2 separate regions of the Mus musculus genome follow, and region 1 is linked to region 2. The links are chromatin contacts, called in public HiChIP or PLAC-seq maps. All regions are on one chromosome and are shown on one strand. Each heading gives the region's core, a stretch centred on a gene start, on an enhancer-like site or on the middle of the called end of the contact. The rest is flanking DNA. Distances are from core to core; before and after follow the strand shown. Region 1 has its middle 53 kb from the start of Gm40876. Region 2 holds the start of Gmds (GDP-mannose 4, 6-dehydratase).

What was found. HiChIP or PLAC-seq counts read pairs in DNA pulled down with a chosen protein or histone mark.
Region 1: an H3K4me3 HiChIP or PLAC-seq map of intestinal crypt epithelium shows a contact between it and region 2, with 5 times the contacts expected there. The contact joins the enhancer-like site here to the promoter of Gmds in region 2. A contact is called at or near these places in 4 of 39 promoter capture datasets (the 3T3-L1 cell line, 3T3-L1-derived adipocytes and liver), 1 of 15 datasets of contacts at CTCF or cohesin (CD8 T cells), 6 of 484 Hi-C or Micro-C datasets (the C2C12 cell line, CD8 T cells, the Patski cell line and 3 more), 3 of 115 datasets of contacts at active chromatin or transcription factors (the HPC-7 cell line, intestinal crypt epithelium and intestinal villus epithelium) and 3 of 9 other capture datasets (adipose tissue, liver and pancreatic islet).

Annotation. Positions count from the first base shown.
Region 1 is chr13:32,410,005-32,414,493 of GRCm38.p6, forward strand. No RefSeq gene overlaps it. Among named protein-coding and RNA genes, the nearest start is that of Gm40876, 53 kb to the right of the region's middle. Within about 2 kb of position 1,772, at least 11 of the 459 cell types and tissues checked have an H3K27ac peak or open chromatin away from gene starts, as enhancers often do.
Region 2 is chr13:32,335,646-32,340,050 of GRCm38.p6, forward strand. It overlaps Gmds (GDP-mannose 4, 6-dehydratase), which reads right to left and starts at 2,899. Exons shown (of 11, transcript NM_146041.2): 1 at 2,737-2,899. The coding sequence starts at 2,838.

The DNA.
Region 1 (4,489 bases), core at 522-3,021, 73 kb after region 2:
GCTCTCTTTCCTGTCAAGTATTTTTAAATTCTTCTTCACGCCTGTGTCTGTGTGCTCATGTGGAGGTCAGAGGACAATTTCCAGGGGTCAGTTCTCTCCTTCTACCACGGAGATTCTGAAGGTCAGATTTAGATCTCCAGGCCTGGGGGCAAGAAGTACGCTTGGCCACTGAGTTCCCTTGCTGGACGTGCTCTGCAGCTTGAAACAGGAAATGTCTTAAGTGGGAAGAGTTTTAGTCTGTTGCAATATAGGGCCTCACTGTTGGGAGTTGGGAGTGATTTGTTGCAGGGTTGCTCCTCTGCTGCAATCTATTGAAAGTCAACATGTAACAAGGGAGTGTGTGTGTGTGTGTGTGTGTGTGTGTGTGCGTACATGTATGCTTGTGCATGTATATGATGTGCGTATGTGTATGTATGTGGGGTTCGTGCATGCATTTGTGTGTGTGTGTGTGTGTGTAGCCTTGTCTTTCTCAGTCTTTATGGATTTTGATGGAAACAATAAGATGTTGTTCAATTCATGATGGGATTAGATCCTAATATGTACTGTAAAATACAAGGCATATAGAATATTCTCAATTTACCAGGCATAAAGCTCATCTTTCCTCACTTGAAGTGTGGCCACAGTTAGACAAATTTACCTAGCTCAAGGCCTGTGTAATAATTTCATGTAACTCACTAAGCGCAAAACCAAGATGACTGTTTGATACAGTTTGCAGTGCAATAAAACTGCGGGGGGAGGGGTACCCTTCAGTTGAAGAAAATGAGGAGCTGTCTATCTGGGCTCCTCATAACAAGTTATTTTCTATAAGTCAGTTGCAAACCTTTCCCCTGGAGACTGCCTCTGGGTGTTATATTGTTCACAAGCTCACAATGGTTTGCCCATCCATGAGTGGAAGGATCTACTCTGCCTCCTGGGTCCCCAAAGCCTAAAATGTTTACTATCTAACCCATTAAGAAAAGTTTGTTAACTAACTGTTCAAGAGGAGGTGAATAACTGAGCAAGGCCTTTTGAGGGGATTGGTGAAGCAAAGTGAAACTCTGGTGAAGCAAAGTGAAACTCTGGCGGAGAAAAAGAACGAGTAAGCTTATCCCTGTGATAAAGTAGGATTTACATTTACATGTGTCTTTGACGGTTATGATGGGCAGTGGGTTATCCTGTGGGTGAGATTCAAAGTCGTGATGTCTGAAACTGTTCCAATTAGTTAGCAAAGAAAACAAAGCAAAGTAAAGTACAGATAAAGACCCATCAAATGAAAATACAGCTGATAGAGAAGTCTGGGGATGGGGTGGGGGCGGGGGGGTGGGGTGGGGGGGAGATCTGATTTGAATCACGGTAATGGGTATGTCGCATACAGGATTCCGGAGCCACAGGGTCTGTTTCAACCAGTCGAGGTCCAAATGGGAGTGTGCTTCACATCCACATGTTGTTCAGTGTCTCGCTTTTAGAAAGTTCCCATGCAGTTCAGAGGCCCTGTCCTGCGCAAGGTAAACAGTGGTGCTTTGCTAACTGTGGAACAGATAAAGTGTCTATCCTTTTAACTAGCGCTTGGAAACCAAACATGTCCCATCAATTCAATGCCATGCCCAGAGCCAAGAGAAATAGACGGATCATCAGGCTTTACAAAGGGAGTTCACAGTAGTCTCTGATATGATGGAACAATATCTTTGAAAGTTTCAAAACACAGATAAGATGAACTCATTTGTATTTCTTGGGAATTACTCTTTTGAAACAGTATGTTCCAGCCAGATGTAGGGTGTTCTGGTACGCAGTCAATACTGCCACCTGCTGGCTCGATCGAGGAAGGCTACTTTGTCAATGTCACAGAAATGTGACGGAACTGAGTTAACTTGGCAAGATGGCATTAGCTGACATTCTGACATTTAAACTCTCTTATTTTCTTTGCCAGTAGTGTTCGTGGAGTTATAGCCTATTTTAGATTGTTGTTTTCACAGTTGTGAATGCGTGTTTACAGCACACACCCACAAAATGATTCTGGTGTGCTTAGGTATAAATTTACTGGTTATGAATCTTTGTGGTGCTGCTGCTGCTATAATTTTTCTTCCATTTCCTTCTTCTACTCCCTAACTTCCTCCCCGTCTCGTTTAAAGAAACAGGGTTCAGTTTGGCTGGCCAGGTTGGATTTGTGTCCTTGGGATGAAGTGATCATCCAGTGGAGCTGGGACTGTAGGCATTCACCACTGTCTGGCTGTTCATTAACACACACACACACACACACACACACACACACACACACACACACACACACACTTATATATAAATACAATATGTTTTTCCACTTAGTGTTACTTGCATGTATATGATTTCAGGGCTCAGCACTTGGTGTTTATCTTAGTTAGGGTTTCATTGCTGTGAAGAGACACCATGACCACAGCAGCTCTTATAAAAGAAAACATTTAATTGGTGCTGCTTACAGTTTCAGAGGTTTAGTCCATTACCATCCGGTGGGACACATAGCATCATGCAGGCAGACATGGTGCCAGAGGAGAGTTCTATGTCTTAATCTACAGGCAGCAAAAGGAGATTGTGTTCTACACTGGGCATAGCTTGAGCATAGGAGACCTCAAGCCTACCCCACAGTGACATCCTTCCTCAAACAAAGCCGCACATACTTCAACAAGGCCATGTCTCCTAATAGTGCCACTCCCTTCCCTATGGGCCAAGCATTCAAACACATGAGTCTTTAGGGACCAAACGTATTCAAACCACCACAGTATTCAACAGCCAATTAGGAAATTCATCGTTAGGGAGGACTTTCTCCCCCACTCTCAGCACTCTGTGGCTGCCCATAAGATTTCCCATGACTATGTTAGCATGTCCACTGGTGTACTTCTTCGGATCTTGTTCAGTCAGCCATTTTGTTGAAGTACCATGGGTGAAGCTTTCATGTCATTTTAAGAAGGCACAGTCTCAAAGCATATTTTTCTGGTCCTCTGGCTTGTACAACCTTCCTTCCATCTCCCTCTTCCTTGAGGTTTTCTGATCCTCAGGTGCAGGACTTGTGCTCTGCTGTGCATTATCAGTTGAGGTTGGGCACTGCATGATCCCCGTTTGACTGGTTGTGATTTTCTGCTGCAAAGAGAGGTTTCTCTGATGAGCACTAAGAGCTACACTTATCGGTGTGTATAAGGATAAGTATTTAGAGTTATGGCATGTTAGGAATTATGCTGGCTTAGTCAAGGTCATAGTAGATTCAGCTCCAAGATGTATGACCTTACCAGCCTGAGGTAGTTGGCTAGATTCCCAGCACCAAGTGTGATTCCCCTCCTGTTGAGTGTCGAGTGTGACTAGAGAGCCATGGGTTACCACTAAGATATGATTGTCTTTCTTGCTGTCTTAGGGTTTTGCTGCTGTGAACAGAAACCATGACCAAGGCAACTCTTATAAGGGCAACATTTAATTGGGGCTAGCATATAGGTTCAGAGGTTCAGTCCATTATCATCAAGGCAGAAACATGACAGCGTCCAGGCAGGCATGGCACAGGAGGAGCTAAGAATTCTACATCTTCATCTGAAGGTTGCTAGCAGAATACTGACTTCCAGGTAGCTAGGGTGAGAGTCTTAAGCCCACACTCACAGTGACACACCTACTTCAACAAGACCACACCCACTCCAATAGGGCCACACCTTCTAATAGTGCCACTCCTGGGACTGAGCATATACAAACCATCACACTTAGACCTTTAGGGTTATTGTGCCATACTAATCCTCGCTGTGGTTTAGCTGTGTTGTGTTGGAGCTGGGTAAGACTGTTGGTTGCTTTTGTCTCTTGGCAGTTTGGATAGCTTGCATACCTTTCAGGAACTATGAAGGCTGTCTCAAAGGAAAGGCTCCTTGCTTAGGTCCTCCAGGTCCTGTATTTGAGAGGCGAGCTACCATATTTTAAAAATCTATTGTGAACTTTGTTATAAGAATGTTATAACAAACAAACAAATGATACAACACAACCACACACTTAACCAGACCCAAGACTCCACAGCTCAGTGATCTCCTGTACAATTAGAGTAACTATTTGAAACGGAAGCTGTGGAGCTTCACGCTGGACTTTCTTCTTTGAATGTATTTTTATAATTTATTCACCATCAAAATAAAAAAAGTCATGACAGAGTTAGAACTAGAAAAACAGTTATCATTATATCACCTTTTATAGCTCCTTTTCTTCGCCTGTTTTCAGTCCTTTCTTCACTTAGCTATTGTGATGGAGTTTCACTATATAGCCCAGGGTGGCCACTCCTGAGTTCATTCTGCTTCAGCCTGGTGAGTAGCGAGGAACTCAGATGTGCACTTCCTAAGCATCCCATAGTATTGTAAAACAAACCTTTAGGTGTATACACTTTAAGAGTTATACTGCTACCATTGTATAAATTTATATTGCATGCTGATACATAAAATACACAAAATGATTCAACAATACATGTGATTTCAAAATAGGGTCTTCATCAGAAGTTGAATTTGTGCTTAGATATGAGCGC
Region 2 (4,405 bases), core at 1,649-4,148:
TGCCTCACTCCTTATATTAGACTCCTGCCAAGGAATCACAGCCAAATTATCTTGGTTTGCCTACACACCTAGTAATGGTTTTTGTCTAGCAAAAGATTTATAAGAGCCTGTTTCAAAGGATAGGCAAGGACCAGAACCATAACAAACTGAGAAAGCTCTATCCCCAGCACTCCTTCCTCAATACTAAAATACATTCAGCTCCAGGAGCACATTAGATAGGCATATATAGACTCTATAACACAAAGAAAGCCACTCAGAATCACAAGGACAGGTAAGATACTGTGGTGGTTGGTCTGAGTTACAATGGCCCCCGTAGGCTTATATATCTGAATGCTTAGTAGTCACAGAGTGATGCTATTTGAGAAGAATTAAGACATATAACCTTCTAGAAGACAGTGTTTCACTACGATATCTCTCTCTCTCTCTCTCTCTCTCTCTCTCTCTCTTTGCCTCTGTCTCTGTCTCTGTCTCTGTCTCTGTCTCTGCCTATGGATCAAGATGTAGCTACTTCTCTAGCACCAGAACTGCCTACTGCCATGCTCCCTGCCATGATGATATTACAGTCCTCAGGTCATACCCCATCACTGAAGGAAGTCAGGGCAAGAACTAGAGACAAAAACTCAACAGAAACCATGGAGAAATGCTTAGCCTGCTTTCTTATACATCTCCAGACCACCTGTCTCAGGAGTCCCTATCAGTCCCACTATGAGTTGGGCCTACCCATATCAATTATTAATCAAGAAAAAGCCTTACAGACTTGCCTACAAGCAATCCAATGGAGGCATTTTCCTCAGCTGAGGTTTCTCTTCCCAAATAACCCTAACTTATGTCAAGTTGGCAAAAGCACAAGGGAATACTCACTCATACTGTAATTTCCCTTACAGTCTTGAGTAATACTATTCTACAGGCGCTGCCTTTTCATATGCATTGTCTTCAGCTCCTCAAAGATCTTAGTAGGGACAGGATATATATTACATAGCTTGTACCAGAGCAGCCTCAAAAGGCCTGCACACTACAGATGAACATTAAAAATGCATTCTGTTCGTAGTGAAAGTCAGTCAACATTTTTCAAGGCCCACTACCTAAAGCCGTGTGGGAGGAACTAGGATGAAAATGAGAAAATCTTTTCTTAAAGCTGTTGACAAACCTGGTCAACTCAAGCAAGCAAGGAAAAAAATACAGAGGAGTGTCAAGGAGGTGATGTGTCAGGGAAGTGATGGGTAGTAGGGCAGAGCTCAAAGGCATCTAAGTTTTCAAACCTGAAAGCACAGCAGGTGTTTGGAGTCTGAAATGAAATGAGAAACCCAAAACTCCTGGTCAGGAAGTGGTATTTTTAAGTATTGATAGTACTTCAGGAGAATCCTTGCTGGGGGTAGGAGTGGTGGGCACTTCCAAGGCTTCCTTCCCATGAAGTATCTACCAAACAACAGTTTTCAACTATTTAATGAGATTCCACTTCTAAGCTGCACTGATACAAAATGCTGGCCGCTTACATTGCTATACGCCATACTAACATGGCACACAACATCCTAACTCAATTTCTTGATAATACTAAGTGAAAGTTTACTTTAGAGAGTATGTGAATGCAGTTAACATCTGGGCTTAAGAACCAGTCTGAAAACTTGGGAAAAGAGAACCATCTGAAAGATCTCTAGCATTAGAAAAGAGAGGTGACATGGGGGGGGGTGCACAGTTCTATGGTAGAGCACCCCTGAGGAGTCCCTGACTTGACGTTTTTATCCTCAACCCTGGACCCTTTTCCTACCTCTTCTATCTTACTAGTTGGTAAACGTTTATTTATCGAAAGTACCTTAAACAAGATGCAATGATAACTGAAAGAATGATCAGTAGCTAGTAACTGAAATAGTCTAATGTCTGGGAACTGTGTATCTGCTCTTTGGTAAAACGAGAGAACTTTAAGACCACTTCCAACCCCAACAATACACTTCCTACCTGTTGGGCTTCAGGTAATTCAAACTCATTTTCCTCAATCTTAAACTGGAAATAAGGACTTTGTTGTATGGAAGCTAACTAGTCAGTATTAACCAAGTAACTCCGATATGGTAAGTATGCTGGTGTGGGCCATATTAGCTTTATTATCATCTTTACCATCTTCGCTTTAGCATTGACCACCATCAGATGTCCTGGGATACACAGAAAACAGATGCCCTACAGCAAGTAACAAGGACATTACTTCAACACCCCTGAATCTCACTCTACACAACTTGACAAGGCAGTGGTTAGCCTTATCTGTTGCCATACCTCTATGAGATGACTGTCATAAATTAGTCATGCCTAGCATAGGCCATGGGGTCCCAACATTCAAGACAGCACAGCCTAATTACCTCACCCAAGGAGTTCATGCCTTTGGAATTAGAAAAGTCGGTCTCACTTTGGGACTCCACATACTGACATATTCCTCGCCCCTTTCCTTCCCTGCACCAGGATCTACAAAGTACGAAATTCCTTCCAAGAGCTCACTTGGGCTCCAGGAAAGAAACTACAGTCACCCAGGGGACAGGTGGAGCAGAGTGGTCCGGTTGCTTAGCACCACCAGCTCACACCCCCAGAAGGATCAGAGAGCCATGCTGCTGGGGCTGAAGCTGTCCCATCCCGCAGCCGCTCACACCTTCCGGGACTCGTGGAGCGCAGTTCCCGGTGGCACAGCGGCCCTGCGCGGGGAGGCGGCCCACGTGCCCCCGGGCTACAGGCCGCTCGTCCCCGCCCCGCACTCACCTGTCCGGTGATGCCAGTGATGAGAGCCACCTTCCTGAGCTTGCCCATCTCGCCATCCCCGGAGCCCGGGTAGCTCGGGCACTTAGCGGGAGCTTGAGCCATGTCGCCTCAGGCGGGTGAGCGTGCGGCCGAGAGGAAGGCGGAGTGGAACGAGCCGCGGGCCGGCAGGGACCAGGGTGCGCGCGCCAGTCGTTTCACGGAGCTGCAGCGGCCGCCACGGTCTGACAGGGCGCGCGGGAGGCCGGGCGTGGAGCGAGGGGCGGGCCAGCTTAGTCGGGGCGGGCGGCGCGAGCCGGGCTGAGGCCTGGCTGGCGCCGCGTCACTCGCCCAAGCAGCGACGCGTCAGCAGCGCCCCCGACAGCTCCGCCCCTGCCGGGGTCTCCGCGCTGAGCCACGCCTCTCTGGGGGCGGGGCCTGAGGGCGCCGGGCCCCTGGAAGAGGAAGGATGTAAGTCTGCGGTCAGAGTAGAGGATATGGCCTGCATGGGCCTCGGTCTCCGGGAATCCTCATATCGCCCCATGATGCCAGGAGGAATGACGAGCTGACCTTCTCGGTAGGAAAGAGCTCTGAAATCCAAATCTAGGTATCCAAGGCTGGAGTCATCGACCTTATTAAATTTCTAGAAATCTGCTTCATTGTCTTTGTGAGCAGGTCAGTTTTAACATTTCTCGAAGGCACTAGAGTTTCAAGGCTACTCTAACCTGTGAATCTTCTGTGAACATTAGCAGTTTGCTAATGTTTGGACTAGTTTGGGGGTTCCCGGTAATTCCGTTCAAGGAACAGTATTTACTTCGAGGGCTGGAAGTTTCTGGCCCCGCCCCCATCCTGCATAAGGAAACAATTGACAAAAATCCACAGGTCAGTAAAACCTGTACAAATTTCATGAGGTGGGGTTGTTGCAGTGTCTTTTGAACTTGTTTCTATTTAGTGCATGCACACTGACAGATTCACTGACTGAGAAAGGCTGACAAAGGACTCAGACATAGGGACAAGGGTGTAGGGAAGAAACACACACACATACACACGTACACACATACTGTCCAGCTTATCTCTCCAATAAACATCCTCAAACCGTCTTTCCCTTTGCAAACTGAGCTACTAGGACAGGGCCCAATAGAACCTGCTAGATATGATACAAACCTGTAGTTCCAAAACCAGAGTGCCCAAACTCCTCGGAAACATTCCAAACTTTATACATAGGCTTGTCTGGTTTAATATTTTTACCTTTCCTCTAGCGCATTCTATATGGAAAATGAGACCTAGAAGTTGGGGAAATATATTCCTTAAGGCAAGAAATGTCTAAAATCTAGATGATCTTTAACTATTGATTTAGTTTTATGTAAATATGTTGTAATGTAAGGATAAATAGAAAAAAATGAATACTTAGGAGAGATATGTCCCATTTGTTCTGTAGGTCTGACACCTTCTATCATACTAATGAATACTAGGAATTTATCTGTCTAGTAAAAAATTTAACAGAAAAAAATCATAAAAATCAAATATGTATTGGATGTGCTGAGCTATGGCTTGGTGGTAAAGCACTTGCCTAATGGGATTGATGCCCAATAGTACAAAAGTAAACAAATAAAACCAATATTTTTTAGGGCCTGGAAATGCAAAAATAGTAAAGAAGATATTGCAAACTGTCAGAAATAAAAAACTGTGTCCC